Linked DNA regions of Hordeum vulgare: region 2 is linked to region 1. Evidence: chromatin contacts called from public Hi-C data. All regions are on one chromosome and are shown on one strand. Each heading gives the region's core, a stretch centred on a gene start, on an enhancer-like site or on the middle of the called end of the contact. The rest is flanking DNA. Distances are from core to core; before and after follow the strand shown.

What was found. Hi-C and Micro-C count contacts between places; a contact is called where the count stands out from the background.
Region 2: a Hi-C map of leaf shows a contact between it and region 1, with 3 times the contacts expected there. The contact joins the promoter of LOC123437679 here to the enhancer-like site in region 1. A contact is called at or near these places in 2 of 6 Hi-C or Micro-C datasets (both in leaf).

Annotation. Positions count from the first base shown.
Region 1 is chr1H:367,035,959-367,042,935 of MorexV3_pseudomolecules_assembly, forward strand. No RefSeq gene overlaps it. Among protein-coding and RNA genes, the nearest start is that of LOC123437636, 15 kb to the left of the region's middle. Within about 2 kb of position 4,148, at least 3 of the 3 cell types and tissues checked have open chromatin away from gene starts, as enhancers often do. A contact at or near this core is called in leaf, where this site is marked.
Region 2 is chr1H:367,137,941-367,144,917 of MorexV3_pseudomolecules_assembly, forward strand. LOC123437679 (serine/threonine-protein kinase BSK1-2-like) reads left to right here and starts at 3,211. Exons shown (of 9, transcript XM_045115726.1): 1 at 3,211-3,662; 2 at 3,774-3,909; 3 at 4,603-4,736; 4 at 5,148-5,253; 5 at 5,800-5,885. The coding sequence starts at 3,291.

The DNA of each region.
Region 1 (6,977 bases), core at 2,898-5,397:
TGAACGAAGACCATCCCATAGAAGCAAGGACTTGAAAAGGAAGGAAAAGTACACCAAGAGCTACACAAGAAGAAGACATCAAGCTCATGTTGGTGAATGGGTATGCGGCTCCGAATCCAACAACCAATGTGAGAGAAGCTACCACTCCAACTCCGACTATAGTCAAGATGAAGGTGTTGTCGGACTAGCACGTGTTTGCTCCAACTCCTATGACATATTTGATTCACCAAATGAAGGAATCATAAGTTGCTTCATGGCTACAGTCCCCAAGGTATCACAACCCGAATACCTTGATTTTGATAGTGATGTGGATGACTTACTAGGAGATGATGACTTGCTCTTTGATAAAACTAGTGATGTTAGTCAAAACGAACTTGATAACAATCATGCTAGTCAAGATAAGTCATGTGATGATTATAAGAAGGAGGTTGAGTGTCTAACTAAAGAACTTAACACTCTTAAGTTAGCCCATGAATCTACTCAATAAGATCATAGAGAACTTCTAAGAACTCATGAGAAGCTACGTTTCGAGACGCTAAATTTAAAGCAAGAACATGAGTTTCTTAAAGCTATCATTGAAGATCTTCGGAAGAAGAGTTCTTCTTATCTAGCCAAATATTACTCATCCACAAGTTAAATCTAAGCAAACTAGTAACTAAGTAAAGAATGGTTCTCATCTAGTAGCAACAATAAAAATGCTAAACCAAATGATATTGCTTGTAGTAGTTCTATTGATTCCAGTAATGATTCTCTTAGCCAAGTTACACTTGAGCAAGGAAAAAATTTATTGAAAGGAATTATAGAAAAAGGTGTATGCAAGAGTCTTTCCGGAAGTAAGCAACTTGAGGAGATTGTACGCAAGCAAGGATGGCACTGGAAGAACCAATGCATTGGCTATTTCAATGCTAATAGAGTTGAATGGTAAGAAGGTCAATACCCCAAAACGAATTTGTTCCCCAAAAGGAGAAGTATGATACTATCCCCAAGGGAACAAATGCCGAGGGTGACCTTCCACCACAAGACCAGAAGTTCAACAGCAAGGACAAGCTTTAAGAAGACATTGACTCATTTGAAGAAGAATCCCAAGCCATGGTCAAGTGGGTTCCCAATGCCACCACTAGCTATACTTCATCAAGTGCTAACTAAACTCCAAGGATCCGCATCAAGTTCATGTGGGTCCCCAAGAAGAAGAACTAGAGAAGTTCTTGAGGGGTGACTCCGCCAACAAAGTTCATTCATGCTCATTTTTGGCAAGAACTAGTTGCAATCAACTTCAACCTTATGCAATAGTTCAAGGAGTCACACATTCCCTCATAGGTAAGCAAGGATCAAGGTAATCCATTAATGTATCAATGGACATCATCCTTCATATGTTTCACATCATGTTCATAGATATCCTTGTATTTGTTCCTTTTGTGGGACTGACCTATGTAGGCGAGAAGAGTACAAAACAACAAGGATTGCTCCTAACTTAAGATGATCTTCATCAACTATGAGCATCCACGACTACAACACGTACATGAAGTCTTCAATGACAAACACAAGGTTACTTTATCCCTCTTAAAGGGATGTCACATCAAGGGGGAGATTTACTATAAGACTTGAGACAAAACATCTCACATGTTGTGAACACATTAAAAGCTTTATGTAAAAGTGACAACCCCACATGCGCTTAAACAATGAGTATGACATACGATCAAGCATTATTGCTTGGCTCCTTAAGTCAATATACTCATATATAGATGATTTCGTCATCGCCAAAGTGCTTGGTAGATACTATAGTGGTTTTGCATGTTTGCCATGTTTTATCTGACATCTTAATGTGTGAGCATGTTGGTATGCATATTTTTCTTCATTGGAGGATATCCAATTGTTGTTATTTGGCTTTCATTTTCTTTGACCAGTTGGATGTAGAAGAATGTCTAAGTACCCCCTCTAGATATCTCTGCTCTCTCGTCTCAAATTCTATCCATGCTTTATCACAAAATTTGAGCAATCACTTCCTAGATCATTTGTGTGAGGAGCACTCAGAGTTCCATTTCGACAAGGGTTGACTTCCAAAACCTCACATGTGCCACTCGGTGTAACCAACTCTCAAAACTCGGTTTCACCGAATCACTAGGGTTTATATAGGTTTTCAATCTTGATACCACCGATCTTAAAATCTCGGTGTCACCGAGTTGCTCTATCCTCACGCAGTTAAGCATATGGTGGAACCAATTTTTTTTGGTTCGGTGTCACTAACAGCGGGTGGGTACATATATCTTGCGGTCCGAACTTTGAAATTAATATTCAAATGACGACCCCACAACCCACTGCTGTCGCCGCTCGTGTCCACAGACATTCTACCTTGCCTCTCATGCGCCCTCGCAGTAGGAGTCCCCTGTCGTCAACGGGAATCCTCCCCGCTGTTGCCACCGTAGCAAAGTCTTCACCGAGTTAGGGAAAGATTTTGATCCCTTTTGTGCTTCAACCGCCGATTCTTACGCATTAGGATGTATTCTCCTTCTTGCTACTGATTGCAACCATTTCATCCACAAGAAAATCCCATAGATATAGGCGAACGAAAAAAATTAGGTCTACCTTTCCGTTGTACATGTCTTGGAGTCATTGAGTGGAAAAGGATCGGTGTCACTGATCTGGTTTTTAGGGTTTCTGAGAACAGTATCGGAGAGACTCGGTCACTTTTTAGTGAAACCGAAAAGCGTGAACAAGTCTCTATTAAAGAGGTTGTCAGTCTTGGAAGCTCCCAAGATCTAAAGTCGGTGGAACCGAAACCTATATAGTGGAAATCCAAAACTAAGTTTTTGAGTTAATATTTTGAGAAAATGTCTGTATTTTGTGATGCTCATCTTGTCCAGTCCTCTACATCTATTCATATGGTCAGTTCTTGCCTATATCAGGATTCATAGGACTGTTAGAATGAGTTCAGAGAGCCAAGTGCAGATCTTGATGCTGGCACTAGTCCAGAAGCTAGTTTTTCAAACCCACGCACCACGTACCAATCGTTACTTCATGAGTTGGCTTCCATATTAGGAGCCCCAAAGGTGCAAGAAAGAGAAGTTCATGTGTGTACTAAGTCCAAGATGAATCACAACTCCATGGCAAATATGTATAGCCCGATTCCTAAGGAGTATCTAAAGTCCCACATGCTTGGCTCAGTTTACTTCTTGCAAGCAGGACTGCCTACCACCAATACCATTTTGAGGCATACTTGGATGCCAAGGTGAGGCGATGATAAGATGATTCGAGACTATTCCATCAACATGCTGCATCATGTGGATAGCCACGCCAGATTTAGAGTGATGGATTTGATTGTAGAGACAATCAAGAGAACAACTCCTCACCAGAACATGTCGTGTGGATATGCTCCTTACATTCATATGCTCATCAATTTCAAAGTTGGGAAAAGCATATGTCTACTTGATCGACCACACCCGTTGAAAGTACATGAATGTTTCCTAGAGGGAGCGGTGAATAGGTGTTTTAAAATAATTACGGTTTAGGCTAACATTGAATTAGTCAAGCACAAAACCTAAAACAACTAAGCTCACCTATGTGCACTAACAACTTATTCTAAGCAAGATAAACAACTAAGTGATAGCAAGATATATAACAAGTGAATTAGTCAAGCACAAAACCTAAAACAACTAAGCTCACCTATGTGCACTAACAACTTATTCTAAGCAAGATAAACAACTAAGTGATAGCAAGATATATAACAAGTAGGCCTGGGCGTTCGGTAGAAACCGAAAATTGGGTTAGAAACCGAAAATTGGGTTTTTACCGTTCGGTTTATTTCTAAATTCGGTTAGCAACACACAAAATCGAAAATGTCAATGAAACAGAGCTAAAAGAAATTTCGGTTAACCGACTTGTTTGGTTTGGTTATCGGTTTTCACCGAATGCTCAATAACCTGTTACGTGCGCGCAACTTCGAGCGCACCTACACTCCACACCCCGTCTCTTTATATCTTGAGCACTCTGTCACCATCTATGAGACTAGACGAGGTGGGACTAATCATCTCCTGCCGTTGCACACTTCATGAGCACACAAAATTAAATTACATTGCCGGTCCAGGCCTGCCACTAAAGGCTCTATGTTGCACGTGAGACAAGTAGGCCTTGGGCCGTTGGTTCACCCAGGCACGTGCATGGGCCACCCCTACGCATGGCTATGACCAGTTGGCCTGACGCGCAATAGGAGGCGCGTACAAGAACTTCTCACGTGTATTCGCATTCTGGAACTTGGAGTACTTCGGTTTTTCCTTTCGGTTAGCAGCATAATACCGAAATGACTGATACGAGTTCGGTTACTGCAAGCAAAAACCGATTTTCAACCCACAAACAAAAAAACTGAAAATTCGGTTTTTTCGGTTTCAGCTTCGGTTCGGTGTTCGGTTCCTTGGTTTATATGCCCATCCCTAATAACAAGAAACAATGTGGCTACCACAAAGTAAAGTGCATAACTAAAGGGCTCGGGTAAGAGATAACTGTTGGGGATATTATCTGCGACATGACCCGCCATAGTTGGGCCGGGTCACCAAGTGGGCGACTCATCCTTTGGTGATGCAAGCCTTGGCTTGGAGGGCCCAGGAGCCGGATGGCGGTTCAAGATCTACATGGACGATAGGCCATCGAGGAGGTTTCCAGTCTTGGAAAGTACGGGGACTTAGAGAAAAAGGAAACCACGATCTGTATCGTGGTTGAGACTCTTGTAAACCCTAAGACCTCGACCTATATATAAAGACGAGTCCCGGGGAGGATAGGGTAGGTTAGAAATCATTGAGAGCTAGGTCAGGCGAGTTACGCCCTCCTTGTAATCGAAACACCATCAATACAACACAAAGAAGGACGTAGGCTTTTACCTCCTCACGAGGGGCCGTACCTGGGTAAATCTGAATCCCGCTCCCGTTCAACCCATTTGAGTCGCTACCGAGGTGCGATGGCTCCATCATTAAGTACTTTCACTAGGACATCTGCCGTGACAAAACCATGATAGTTGGTGCCCACCGTGGGGCCTATGCACGGTGGAGTTGAGTTCTCGAAGGGAGCCCTACCAAGGTCAGGGAGCTACGCGGCTGGGCTCATGACCCGGAGCCGCCGCAGAAAGTACTACATCGACAACTCGCTGTGGGGGCCCGAAGTCGATTCAATTGAATCCGGCTACAGAGTCCCCCTCGACAAGGTCAACATCTTCATCGGCATGGTCGGTGCACCCATGCCTGAGCCGGACATCTTCCCGACACCGTCGAGCCGGCCAGGTATGTCCGTCCCGTTGCGATGCCAAGCCTGACGCAGCCGGTCTTCATTGGCTTCACGCAGGGATCTGATGAACCAGAGCGATGGGCGACTCAGGAGACTACGCCGGTCAACATTGACGACGAGTCATCCATGGGCGACACAGATTCAATTCAGTCTCTGCATGAGGGCTGCCTCGGAGATCTGTCGCTGGCGATGGATCCCGAAGTCCTCGAGCGGACCCACCGTCAGATCGCCGTATATATGGCGGGGGTGACACAGTCCCAGCAAAACTCCGCAGGCAACAACGAGGCTGGCGAACCATCCAAGGGCCCAGCTGTGGTCCTGGTGGACCTGCCGGCGGAGATAACAAGGATCATGGCGACCCCAATGACGGCAGAAAACCAAGGAACAATAAACGCTGAGTTGGCAAAGCTGCGAGACGAGATGGCGAAGGCCCAGCGAGATGCAGAGGCATAAGCCGCCAGGATTGAGACTTGGCAAGCTCAGATCACCGCTGAGACGGCCCGCTTGAACACCGAGAACTCGCGACTTGAAAGGCATCAGCGCACGTCCGACGCTGTCCATCAGAGGAGGCACCAGGGGCGTTTACCCCTGATCTAAACCCTACCCGCCTTTTCGACACTCCGCGCACCCCCGGGGCCTGAACCGTTCCAGGAGGAGGGCCGGCTCAGCCACCAAACCCGCCGCTTCAGCCAGCAGATGATCGCGTTCCTCGTTTCCAGATGCCTCAAGGCCACTTTTCCAACCCCGTGGACAACGTGCTCGCCGCAACTCGCCACTTAGAATCCCTTCCGATTTATGGCAACACCCCGGCTGAGATAGAAGCGAGAAACACCATTGAGATGTTGAAAACGGCGGTGGTTCAGAACGCGCAATTCTCACACAACCTCGATCAGCTGCACTCCACCCCCCAGGCGAGCCGCACCAGAAGCCGACCGGTGGACCAACCGCCATAACCAGCGGACCGTGACACCTACCTCAGGGTAACCCGCCTGATCATCGGGAACCTCCCGTCCGCAACACCTTTGGGGCGACATGCCAGGATCACCAGGACATCCAAACCCGCCCAGCGCCACTTAGCGGAGGCGGCAGGCAAGTAGGGGTGCCATGCTTTGCCCCTGCCCTACGCAACGAGCGGATGCCGAAGGACTTTAAAGGACCAAGGAAGGTGCCCAACTACACCCCGGACCTTGAGCCGGCATCATGGGTTGAGAGTTACGAACTCGCAATGGACATGCTCGACGTAAGTGAAGCAGTCTGTGCCAGGTACTTTACAATGATGCTTGAAGGGACGGCGCGCACTTGGTTGAAAAACCTCCTACCCAACTCCATCCAAACTTGGGCTGAACTGAAGGAACGTTTCATCAAAAACTTTCGGGGAACTTGCAAACGCCCGATGATGATCGTCGACTTACAGCATTGCGTTCAACGCCCCGATGAGTCGGCCCACCACTGGACGCGGCGGGTTGCGGAAATCATCCACTCGTCAGACGACATCATGGCGGCTCAAACCGTGCTGATCCTGGAGCAAAACTGCCACTATGAGCCCTTGGTACAGAAGCTGGGGCGACTCAAGCGCAAGGTTCAGGACATGGGCGAATTGATGGACACCCTCACTCGGTATGCCGGAGCAGACGATACTAAAGATCCAGGAGAGGACGGCAGCAAGGCCAACTCGCCGAGGAAAGGTGAGTCATCCAAGAATCACTCCC
Region 2 (6,977 bases), core at 1,961-4,460, 100 kb after region 1:
AAGATTTAGTATTTGCAGCAAAGTATCTGTAGCAGAGTAGTGTGATAGCAATAATAGCAACGGTAACCAGTAGCAGCAAAGTGAAAGCAGTAGCAGCAAAGTAACAACAGTAGTAACAGAGTAACAGTAGCAGAAGTGACACCAGTAGCAGCAAAGTAACGTAGCAAGGGCCAGTAGGAAAAACTCGTAGGCATTGGATCGGTTATGGATGATTATGCCAGATGTTATTCATCATGAAACAGTTATAACACGGAGAGATATGTAACTAGCTCCAGTTCGTCAATGTAATGTAGGCATGTATTCCGTATGTAGTCATACGTGCTTAGGGAAAAGAACTTGCATGACATCTATTGTCCATCCCTCCCGTGGCAGCGGGGTCCTAATGGAAACTACGGGATATTAAGCTTCTCCTTTTAATAAAGAACCGGACCAACGCATTAACACTTGGTGAATACATGAACTCCTCATACTATGGTCATCTCCGGGAGTGGTTCCGGCTATTGTCACTCCGGGGTTGCCGGGTCATAACACATAGTAGGTGACTACAACTTGCAAGATAGGATCAAGAACACACATATATTGGCGACAACATAATAGGTTCAGATCTGAAATCATGGCACTTGGGCCCTAGTGACAAGCATTAAGCATGGCAAAGTAGTATCAACATCAATCTCAGAACATAGTGGATACTAGGGATCCATCCCCGTCAAAACTAACTCGATTACATGATAGATCTCATCCAACCCATCACCGTCCAGCAAGCCTACAATGAGATTACTCACGAACGGTGAAGAGCATCATAGAATTGGCGATGAAGGATGGTTGATGATGACGATGGCGACGATCTCCCCTCTCCGGAGCCCAGAATGGACTCCAGATCTGCCCTCCAGAGGAAGAACAGGAGGTGGCGGCGCCTTCGTATCGTGAAACGCGATGCACTCTTCTCCCTGATTTTTTCCGGACGAAAGGGACTAAATAGAGCTGAGATTGGAGGCGGTGGAGCCCCGAGGGCCCCACAAGCTAGCCAGGCGCGGCTTGGGGGGGGGGGCTGGTGGGCTTGTGGGCTCTCAGCTCCACCTCTCTGGTTGATTCTTGCGCTCGTATTTTTTATATATTCCACAAAAAATCCCCGTAAATTTCCAGGTCATTCCGAGAACTTTTATTTCTGTGCAAAAACAACACCATGGCAATTCTGATGAAAACAATGTTAGTCCGGGTTAGTTCCATTCAAATCATGCAAATTAGAGTCCAAAACAAGTGCAAAAGAGTTTGAAAAAGTAGATACGATGGAGACGTATCAGGGTCTCGGATTTTCTAACGCATGTTGAGGAAGGCAATCCAGGTTGCCGGTAGCTGGTGATCAACTTAGCCAAGAGGACCTTGCCTGTAATATGGTTCAGTGTCAAACACTAGCTCCTCCTGCTCGCTCTCAATGATCATGTTGCGCAAGACAACACAACAAGTCACGACTTCCCACATTTGATCTTTTGACCAGGTCTGAGCGAGGTACCGGACAACAGCAAAACGAGATTGAAGCACACAAAATGCCCGCTCGACATCCTTCCGGTAAGCTTCTTGACGCTTGGCAAAATAGGAGTGCTTGTCTCCTGGGTGCAGGATTTGAGATAGTCTTCACAAATGTGGACCATCTCGGATAGATGCCATATGCTAGGTAGTATCCCTTGTTGTAGTGGAGCCCATTGACCTCATAGTTAACGGGAGGAGCATGACCTTCAACAAGCTTGGCAAAGACATTCGAGCACTGCAGTACGTTGATGTCATTGTGAGTTCCTGGCATACTAAAGAAGGAGCACCAAATCCAGAGGTCATGTGTGGCCACTGCCTCAAGTACCACACTGTAACCTCCTTTGACGCCTTTGTACATCCCTTGCCAAGCAAATGAACAATTTTTTTCATTTCCAATGCATGCAGTCGATGCTTCCAAGCATCCCAGGAAATCCTATTTCTGCATTCTGTGCTAGGATCTGAGCTGTGTCTTCAGCATTGGGTGATCGCAAATATTGATGTCCAAAAACTGCCACCACTGCCCTGCACAACTTATAGAAACACTCAATGGTGGTGGACTCGGCCATGCGTCCATAGTCTTCCAGAATATCACCGGGAGCTCCGTACGCAAGCATCCTCATAGTTATCGTGCACTTCTGGAGCGAGGTGAATCCAAGTGTGCCGATGCAATACCTTTTGCACTTGAAGTACCTGTCGAACTCCCTGATAGAATCCACAATCCCGAGGAATAGCTTCCGGCTCATACAATAACAACGTCAGAATACTTTGTCGCCGTGCAGAGGAGCATCTGCGAAGTAGTCGGCGTAGAGCAAGCAATAGCCTTCCAGTCAATGCCTCTGCTTTGCCTTCAGCCGGCCCGACGCCGAGCCACCTCGTCGTGGCTCTGCATTGCTCGCGAACATGCCAACCAGAGAGGCGAGGACCATGCGGTGCTCTTCATCCTGGGCGTCGACATCGACTTCCTCCTCCATTAGCGTCGCGAACGTCTTCTCGTCGTCGGAGTCCATGGGCCAGGCAAATCGCCGAACACCTGGCGGGCGTGGCAGATGCGCAGCCGTGTACGTGCCCGGAGTGCCGAGAAAACTCGCCAAGAAACGGGAGGGGGCGAATCCGCAGCGAAGTCGATGGGGAGATGGCCTTTGTAGCGGCGGTAGGCAGATGGGGTGGCGCCGAAATCGGCACGGTGGCGGAAGGTGTGGTGCGCTCTGGAGAAGAAAATGCCTCTTTTCGCCTGACAAGGACCCGGCGCGTCGTTTTCCCTTCTGCCACCGTCTCCGGGCGCCCCCCAACGCACTTGATTCGGCTTGGGACCGTCAGGGTCAATTCGGTCCTAACGAAAACCGGTTCCTAAGGGCGCAAGTAAGCCGTTTTTCACTCGTCGGTGAAAAAAATAACCTGAAGATGGCGTGTTGAGGTCGCGGGTGGAGATGCTCGTAGTTTCTTGTCTCGGTCAACATTTGTGCATGACCTGTCAAGCTTGGGTGGTCGTATTATATAACAAGCGTGTGTGTACACATGTGCGTCATCTGGTAAGGAAGAAATGGACTCAGCCGACGTCTGCGTTACAGACTACAGTGGTCGTAACCCAAAGAGCACGAGCGAACGAGACCCCACACCAGAGCCCAGAGAAGCCGCAAGCAAAGCAAGTTACAAAAACCGTCTCCGTTTCCTCGCTCCCACGCACACGAGCGCACAGCCGCGCACGCAACAAAAGGCACGGCCAGCGGGAGACGCCGACGGACTTTTCTCCTCACGCTTCGTTCATGGGTTGCTGCGGCTCCTCGCTGCGGTCGTGGGTCCACGCGGAGAAGCCGCCCGGCCCGCGGCGGCCTGCTCCCCCTACCCCGCCGCCGCACCGCCCCTCCTTCTCCCTCAAGGCGCAGAAGGCCGCTCCCCCGGCGGCCGCGGCGCCGGCCGCGCGCGGGGTGGAGGAGGTCCCGGCGCTCGCGGAGTTCTCGCTGGCGGAGCTCCGCGCGGCCACGGACGGCTTCGCGGCGGGGAACATCGTGTCGGAGAGCGGCGAGAAGGCCCCCAACCTCGTCTACAGGGGCCGGCTGCGGGGAGGCGCCGCCCCTCGCGCCATCGCCGTCAAGAAGTTCGCCAAGCATGCCTGGCCCGACCCCAAGCAGTTCGCGGTAGGTAGGGAGGGAGAGGAGGCGAGGAGCTCGTGGTTTGGTGTGTGGCTGAATTGGGGGTTTAGAGGGGACATATGGTTTTGACGAATTGCTCGTTTGGTCGGTTTCCAGGAGGAGGCGAAGGGGGTGGGCAAGCTGCGGCACCGGAGGCTGGCAAACCTCATCGGCTACTGCTGCGACGGCGACGAGCGGCTGCTTGTCGCCGAGTTCATGTCCAACGATACCCTCGCCAAGCACCTGTTCCACTGTGAGTCCCCCAAGTAGCCCCGCGCATATTGTCTTTGCTTAGTAGTTGCCCGGGCCGTTTCTTGATTCTACTGAACCTGGGGATCCTTTGCTTTAGTGCATGTCGCTGAATTATGGGACGAGGTAAGCAAGTGCGGAATTTGGCAAGTTACTGTGTCTGCACAAGGCTTCTACTCAGTGCAGTTGTTTGCAGCATTTTGATATCGAACTTAAGCAATTGATAGTTCATACTTGTTATTATTTTGATTATCTCCCTGGCTGCAATTGAGTGTAGTTTATCACAAATGATATGAGTTTCTATGTATATTAAACAAATCCTGTTTGTGATTGCTAATTCTGTCATTCTTGAGTTAAAGACTTACTGGTGATGACATTTATCACCAAAGGGAAGTTATTATTTCTGCACAAGGCTTCTACTCAGTGCAGCTGCTTGCAGCATTTTGATGTAGAACTTAGGATATTGATAGTTAATGCTTGATTGACCTCCCCTTAGGTTCCCAGCTCCCATGCTCACTTGTTATTTTGATTATCACCTTGGATACAAGGGAAATATTGCACACATCCTGTTTGTGATTGCTAATTTGGTCATTTTGAGTTAAATATCGACAAGTGATGGCACTTATCATACTTGTTACGGCCTTGGAAATAACTATCAAATTAATTTGCTCTTCGCCATACTTTTGCCGTTGTGCAGGGGAAAACCAGACTATTGAATGGGCTATGCGTCTGAGAGTCGCATGCTACATTGCCGAAGCATTGGGATATTGCAGCAATGAGGAACGCTCTTTATATCATGACCTAAATGCATACAGAGTCCTCTTTGACGAGGTAAATGATCAGTAAGACAAGTCTGTTTAAGTATATAGAACTCTGTCAGACCAATGACTACTGTCTTGTGCTAATGGCCATGGTGGCGATGTTTAGAGGTTTTCAGGTTTAGATTTCTTTTTACCTAAAAATAGTTAAGATTTTTTCTGTTAACAAGAAACGGAAATGTTAGCAGTAAGCTGTCTTTTTCTGCACTGTTTATGACACATATAAACTAGGATAATTCGGTTACTAGGAAAATTGTTTAGCAGAACTTACATTGACATTTGGAAGATGTGATGCATTCAATTTATTTACAACTTCACCAAGTAGGTTTTATGAGTTGTTGATAGCATCTAACAGTTGAACATGTCATTTTGTACCAATTATCATGCATGTAAGCGAAGCGTCTAACAACCTTTCTGGTTGCAGAATGGTGATCCGCGTCTCTCATGCTTTGGTCTGATGAAAAACAGCAGGGATGGGAAAAGTTATAGCACAAATCTAGCGTACACACCTCCAGAATATCTGAGAAATGGTATTTAGCCCTTTTCTTATTTAGTAATGAAATATTTCTTCTTGTAGGAGTTCAGTTTTATTATTGCTATCCTCCACTTCTCAAAAAAATAGGAATTTCAGGGGATGAAGCTTTAATCTATTGGCACTGAATAACAATTTTTTTCACTGGAAAGACAAATATAGTACCTTTGTTAAGATATTGGTTCAATGTACTCCCTCCGGTCCTTTTGATTCCACATATAAGATTTATCTGAAGTCAAACTTCGTAAAGTTTGACCGTATTTGTATGAAAAAATATCAACATCTTCAATATTGAAGCTATACAATATGAAACCTAAATTCATGACGCATCTAATGATATTGATTTCGTATTGTGAAAGTTGATATTTTTCTCTATAAAATTGGTCAAATTTTATGAAGTTTGACTTTAGACAAATCTTAAATTCGGAGTAAAAAGGGCCGGAGCGAGCATTATATAGAGGTCATAAGGAGTCTTTTCTGCATTATTAATGTAGACATAGGCACCACCGATGCATATTTTGAGTATATTTTTTCTTTCTTTCAGGCAGGGTCACAGCAGAAAGCGTCATATTCAGTTTTGGCACTGTACTCATCGATCTTCTCAGTGGAAAGCGCATACCTCCTTCCCATGTAAGTTCCTTGTTAAGCATGTTTTCTTAGCTTCCATCATATTCAGCTAAAGAAATACATAATTATACCAAAGAGATACTTGTTTGGTTTTTCTCAGCACAAATACCAGTCGAACAACCATGCATGCAGATTGAACTGTAACGAAAACATTAATGTTGAATTTCATATTTAGCTGTACAAGCTAGCACGCATACACAGGTTTTCTGCCAAGAAATTCTTACATATAATCTATATTACTATTTGAAGTGATTGCAGTATTGTTTAGCCAATAAACATGGTCATTGCACATCCAGGCTGAGATCTATGCTTCTGACCAATGGAATGCTCATTACAGAAGTCATTCGTGTGCTGTATGATTGGCCCACCAGGCAGTGTCAGCTTACCCGAGTGAAACACTCTAGCCCCCCCCCCCCCCCTTCAAGCATAGAGTAGCTCCTTGTGTTGGCCGGCTGAATGCTATACACTGTTGCTTGCGTCATCTGTGTCACTTGCCTTGCTCATGACAGGCATGATCGGTGTGACACACTCGGTGGCAGTACAGCGTTTACTGGTTGGAGTTCACTTCACCCTCACCCTATGCCCCTTCGGACTTTATTTTTCCGAAAGGGGATAGGCACGGCCTCTGCATCATCATGACGCACAGAGCCATTTTGTTAACAAATTATCCAATGTACGTAACAGTCATGAATACAAAGGAAAAAAGATAGAACACAACTGTGAGCAGTCGAAAATGAGATTACATGAGTCAAACACATAATCTACTACTGGTTCGCCAGCCAAATCTGTTGAATAATACCCGTGCCACCGTCCAAACGCTGCACCCAAAGGCCATGTGCTCCTGAGCATTTTATTAGTCCAACTAGCACCTCAGGCAGGTAGCCTCATGCAATTTTTGGGTCGCACGAATACAGTTTCCTTCTTATGTTGGATAATTTGTTTATCATTTTGAACACCCATATCCGAAAACCTCTACCATCCCACTAAATATTGTTGGAATTCTGTGCAACTGACTCAATTCGTTGTGTGTAGAAACTATGGCCTGTATAATTATTTACCAAAGTCTATCACCAGTTAACAAGACAATTTACAATA